2 separate regions of the Gossypium arboreum genome follow, and region 1 is linked to region 2. Evidence: chromatin contacts called from public Hi-C data. All regions are on one chromosome and are shown on one strand. The core of a region is the stretch at or near the end of the contact, and the rest is flanking DNA. Distances in the headings are between cores, read along the strand shown. Region 1 holds the start of LOC108453135 (proteinaceous RNase P 2). Region 2 holds the start of LOC108470413 (beta-1,6-galactosyltransferase GALT29A).

What was found. Hi-C and Micro-C count contacts between places; a contact is called where the count stands out from the background.
Region 1: a Hi-C map of leaf shows a contact between it and region 2, with 3 times the contacts expected there. The contact joins the promoter of LOC108453135 here to the promoter of LOC108470413 in region 2. A contact is called at or near these places in 2 of 5 Hi-C or Micro-C datasets (both in leaf).

What each region holds. Positions count from the first base shown.
Region 1 is chr7:85,292,989-85,296,235 of ASM2569848v2, reverse strand. It overlaps LOC108453135 (proteinaceous RNase P 2), which reads left to right and starts at 1,434. Exons shown (of 6, transcript XM_017751075.2): 1 at 1,434-2,523; 2 at 2,858-2,959; 3 at 3,085-3,247. The coding sequence starts at 1,486.
Region 2 is chr7:85,157,391-85,160,426 of ASM2569848v2, reverse strand. LOC108470413 (beta-1,6-galactosyltransferase GALT29A) reads left to right here and starts at 1,700. Exons shown (of 1, transcript XM_017771749.2): 1 at 1,700-3,036. The coding sequence starts at 2,208.

The DNA of each region.
Region 1 (3,247 bases), core at 185-2,684, 140 kb before region 2:
CCCGAAACCATTGTTCCTAGTTCACTAAAAACGGATTGTTAAAGGAATGGTCCAGTAAACTATCCGATTTCACTAAAAACGGATTGTTACAGGAATGGTCCAGTAAACTATCGAAGTTTATAAAATAGTTGTATTAAAACATTTGTTTAATTTGAAATAAAATTTAGTTAAATTTTTAGAAAAACTCATGAGTTAATAAAAACTGATTTAATTATACACTTTTCTATAATGGTGATTTCCTTTGAAACTTTAGCTAATTCCTAGTTTATTTATTACCCAAAATTCAGTTATAACTTAGCAACGGATAGTGATATTCAATTTTTTTCACAGATATTAATTTAGTTTTAATTAAACTAAAACGAAATTATTTAGTGTATAATCAAATCTAATTCCAAGTTCATTATCCTAAATTCAAATTAAAAAAATCATGCATGCGAAATAACCCTAAATCTGAATCCCATGCTATAATATAAATAATTAAGTTCCAAAATAACATGAATTATAAAAATAAGCCTAATAATAACACTTTCATATAAACAAAATGTTTCCTAGCCTTCCGTATATCATGTCCACGTCCTAACCTGATGTGTTATTTGTAGAAAAAGAAATAAAAAGGGGGTAAGCTATGAAGCTCAGTGTGAGTTTCATCACAAGAAAATTGGTGCAAACGATTAAGCATACAGAAACACGACACATAGAATAACTCACGATAGCAATTTCAGAATATTGATATCTCAAATCATTCAACAATACATATATAACATATTAGAAATCTCAAAATTGTATGTGCATGCTTTATAAATGCAATACAGTTTTGGTTTAACAAAAAAAGTCCTATCCCACCACTACATACAACAATATGAGTTCCTCTTAACTCCGACCACTTACACATAGGGTTATGGTTTTAACCATCAATGGTTTGCAGATAAATTGCCCATGACTGTGGACACACAACAAAAACACTGTAGATGGAATCTTTAAACTCATACTTGTATATATATTATAGATTATACCTTTTAATAAGATACCATTTTATAAGGTTGTATCACTTTACAAAACAATGTAATATAAAATTATGACTTTATAAGATAACTTTACACACAAAAATTATCTCTTTACAACTCAATTATTCATAAAAAATTATAATTTACTAAATTTTTAAAATAATAAAATATTATTATCCACCATAAATATCTCTGTTTTAGTAAAGAAAATTGAATCTTGATTTTTGGACCATTACTTTACTTAGAATCAGTATGGCATACATATGTATATGATTGGTAATACCAATTTGAAATGATTATTTTAAAATTTCTTGTTCATTGAGAAATGTTACTTTCTATTTTAATAATAATAATCTATTTTAATAATAATAATACTACTAATAATATGCTTTTTTCATTTTATGTGTTGAAAGCTTAATTGATAAAGCAGAGCTTAAAGCCCAAAGTAAAATTACAGAGTCAGCCCAGCTCTAGCTTATAAATGATATGTAACGGCAACTTCCCCAGAATCCCAGCAATCAAAGGAAAAGGCAGGGTTTTTGCGGTTCTGATATTGAGGCAAATCTTTAGGGTTTTATATCCGGGGAAAGTAGTATCCATGGCTACCCCAAGCCATCACCAAAACCCCATTCCTTCAACCAAGAAAAAGAAAACCCACAAAAACCCTGAAGCCAATTTTCTTTATGAACTCAATTCTTGCTCCAAATCCAAAGACCTCAAAGGCGCTATTTCCCTTTACGACTCTGCTCTTTCCAGCAATACTCGCCTCAACCAGTCCCATTTCAACACCCTGCTTTACCTTTGCTCCACTTTTGCCACCGACCCTGACTCCAAAGATCTTGCTTTACGATACGGGTTTCGAGTTTTTGACCACATGATGGCCTTAAATATCCACCCTAATGAAGCTTCTATTACCTCCATTGCCCGTTTATCCGCGGCCAAAGGTGATGGTGATTACGCTTTTGAAATGGTTAAGAAGTTGGGTGATTATCAGGTTTCGCCACGGCTTCGTACTTACGAGCCTGCATTGTTTTGTTTTTGCCAGAAGTTGGAAGCAGAGAAGGCTTATGAAGTTGAGGAGGATATAGATAAGATGGGGTTGAGCTTGGAGGAACCTCAAATTGCCGCTTTATTGAAACTAAGTGCGGATACGGGGAGAGGGGAGAGAGTTTATAATTACTTGCATAAGTTGAGGAGGAGCGTGAGGTGGGTCAGTGAGGAAACATGCAAGGTTTTGGAGGACTGGTTTCGCTGTAAAGCAAGCGAGATTGGTTCTGATGTGGGTTCAGTGAAAGAAGCGATTTTGAGGAATGGTGGGGGGTGGCATGGGTTAGGGTGGATTGGGGAAGGGAAATGGGTGGTGAAGAAAGGGAATGTCGAGCCGAATGGTCGATGTTGCTGCTGCGGGGAGCAGTTGGATTGTGTTGATATTGATGATGTGGAGACTGAGAAGTTTGCTCTTTCAGTTGCAGGATTGGCTTTGGAGAGAGAGGTTAAGGCTAACTTTAGGGAGTTTCAGGTGAGGAACATATTTGCAAGTTGCTCCTTTTTCATTATGCAATGTTTTTTATTTTTTATTTTTATGATTGATTATATATATGTTAAGTGAAATAAACCTCTAAAACGGAGTTGTAGGCAACTAGGTTTAGACTTTATACCATTAGTGCAGGTTGACACTCCGAATTTTGTTGTTCCTGTTGCAGAATGTTTAATATTTTGATTAATTTGTTTGTTACAATTTCATTATAATATTGACATGTAAAATGATATCTTGATATTGCAAATTCCCACTGTACCTAATTCTTACAGTTTCTCCTTTATGATTTACTTATTCATTTATATCATTAATAAAGGATTGGTTGGAAAAAAATGCGGATTATGAAGCCATAGTGGACGGAGCAAATATTGGGCTCTACCAACAAAATTTTGCAGAGGGTGGATTCAGTGTTCTTCAGGTTGTATATCCAACTGTTGGCTTGTCTACTCTGCTTTCATATTGTGCTCACTCAATTTCTGTTACTAATTGTTATTCTTTATTTATTATTATTGTTTTTTTTTTGTAAAAATTGCAATAGAACAGCTTAATGCCGTCATAAAAGAAATGTATACTAGAAGTGGGAATAAATGGCCACTTGTCATCCTGCATAATAAGCGTGTGCGAGCCCTCTTGGAAAATCCTTCCCATAGAAAGTTGGTTGAAGAATGGATGGCTAATGGTGTTCTTTATACAACACCACATGGCT
Region 2 (3,036 bases), core at 451-2,950:
TTTTAACACTTTTAAAATCAATCTAATTAGGTAGCTTCATTGCATCACATTCACAGACTCATCTTTCAAACCAAAACCTAATACTGTATTATTATAAAAGGAAAAACTTCTTTTATAAGATAATAATTATATACTTTTTTTTAACTTTTGCAGTGTTTATGTTAATTTATCATATTACAGTCATATTTAAAATCAAATAAAAATTTAATATCTAATATTTATAATTAAGTGTTTTTCTAAGTTTGATGTTATCTTTAACCGAATCACTAATTTAACTATGAAATTATAGAATAATCTATTTTTTAAAATTGTATTTAATATTATTATAATATCATTTTATTTTTCATACTTTTACAATATCTTTTAATAAAAAATTAAAATTAAACACATATTCAATAATATAAAATAAAATTTACTACCAATGTACCTATATTTATTATTAAATAAAATTTAAAACTTTTATCTTTTCATATTTTTATATCATTTTTCAATAAAAGAATTTCAAACAAGTAGAAGTAAATTAACATTCCGCTTATATACATTGTGCAGTGTTGAATAATTTATATTTTGTATATTTTAAATTATTGATATGTTTATGGCATCATCAATACATCATAATTTGTTTTTGATAAAAATCAAGATATCATATTTTAAGAAACGGTAGTTAGAGTGGATTCAAGCATCTAAATAGATTAGAAACAAAATTGGAGTGGTAAATGGGAAAAAAGAAAAAAAAGAAAATTATACAAAAATTTATTACTATAGCATTCCAATAATCTATTACTTTTTTTTTTTCTGATAAAATTGATCAACATCTTTAATAATAATTAAAAAAAAAAAGAGACGAAACCAAAAAATTTGGGTAAGTAATTCTTAACATTAAGGAAGTATAAAAAATTAAACAGATGAAGTTGTTCCATTCCCATGCCTTAATGATCCAAAATTTAACCCCTTTCAATCAACCACACAAAGCTCACTTACTACCTACCCACCAAAACACTCAAACTCATTCCCAACCACAACAAAGAAAGAAAAAAGGACCATCCATAATTTGTATTCATGTTGTTACAATTAAAAAAAAAGGGTAAAAAAAAAATAATCTTACAACCTAGAGCCATATTCCAGTTAATTCATAATACTATTAATCAATTGTCATATTAAGAAATAATTGAAATTGGATTCTAAGTTGTAAGACTTGTAACAACAACATACATAACAAACAAAAGAAAAAGGAAAACGTCGAATTTTGTGATTTTTATTTTAGTAGATAGATTACATCGTAAATATGTAGTTTTTGATTTAAGGGTGAAGAACATTTTGATACTCATTTTAAGAATTTATCTTAAAAGAAATTCAATTTATTTTAAAAAGTCTACTATAATTTTTTTTTTTTTTTTTGTTTAAAACCAAAGTGACCATCTCCTCAATGCGATAAATGATTGATAATGAATTCGAATAGAAGGGATGGAACCCCGTCAGATGAGTTACCTCCGTACTAATAGTAATAATTTCTAACATTACCTCGCGCTACCAATGGCAATGATGCTGCAAATCACCTGCATTTAAATATGTACCCAAAACCGCATGGATTTTAAAGGGGCAAAGAAGAAGAGGAATAGAAGACTGTTCCTCACTCCACTCCTTTTGCTTTTTCCTCATCCACAACCCTTTCTTTTAGGGTTTGCATTGCAGGTTCCTTTCGATTTCCCCCCTTTTTCTTTTTCTTTATCTTTTTTGCAGTGTCTGCTTTTAGTTTTAGGCATTTGGTTGGTTCAGTGCTTAATTCTTGTTCTTAAGATCATGTTAAACAATAAACCTTAACATTTTTGACTAATCAAACAATACCATTCCTATCATTAACTTTCACCTGCAATTTCATGCTACTCTTTCTTGCCGTATTTCTCCCTCCAAGATTTCATCTTTGTCTCTTTCTTTTCCGGGTTTTCCTCAAAATAGGAAAAATATTTGTCCTTGGGTGAAATACATTTGATCTTCTTCCCCCCACTCCCCCTCCATTTTTTATCTCTTACAAATCCCAGATTGTTTCTATTTATGATTAGGCACCCATCTTTGTGGATGTCAAAATCTACTGAACCTGAGAGATGGATCTGAACCTAATACATATAAATTCAAGATCCGTATTTTTTAACCCTTTTGGCCATATCTAGCAAACCCAATTTTACGGTTCAAGCAATTGTATTGCTCCCATGAAGAGGTCGTTTAGACCTTTGATAAGCATTTTAATGCTTGTTGCATTAGCTGCAACATTAAGCTGTCGGATTGCCATCCGCGGGGGCAGCGGTGGTGGATTTGCTGTTTCAGCTGAATTGGAGACCACCAGGTCCAGCGTCCTAATCCAACCCCCACCAATCCAAAATTTTAACTCAACTTTGCTCAAGTTTGCAGCGGTTGATACAGGTGAAGCAAAATCCAAGCTTGAAATAGAGCAGCTGCTGGAAGGGAACTTTGCGAGTCAAGGAAGGTATAGGACTTTTGCAACATGGAGGAGGTTCAATCATCATGATGTCAAAGCTAGGAATTCTAATGGGATGCCGGTAATGCTCAGGTCCCCTAAATTTTATCGGTATTGGTTAGATTTTAGGAGGAACTTACAGAATTGGGCTAGAAAAAGAATGTTCCAACCTGATATTATGATGGATTTAGTTACACTAGTAAAGGTTCCTATTGATAGCCACAATGGTTTAATGAGTTCGGATAACAAGTATAAATCTTGTGCTGTTGTGGGGAATAGTGGGATTTTACTGAATACTGATCACGGAAAGTTCATTGATGGTCATGAGGCCGTGATTAGATTGAACAATGCTAGGACTGAGAGGTTCGAAAAGAATGTGGGGTCAAAAACCAGCATTTCTTTTGTAAATAGCAATATACTGCATCTTTGTGCTAGGAGGGATGGATGTTTTTGTCACCCTTATGGAGGGAATGTTCCTATGGTTATGTATATCTGCCAACCGGTTCATTTCATGGACTATTTGGTATGCAATTCGTCTCACAAGGCACCTTTGTTGATTACAG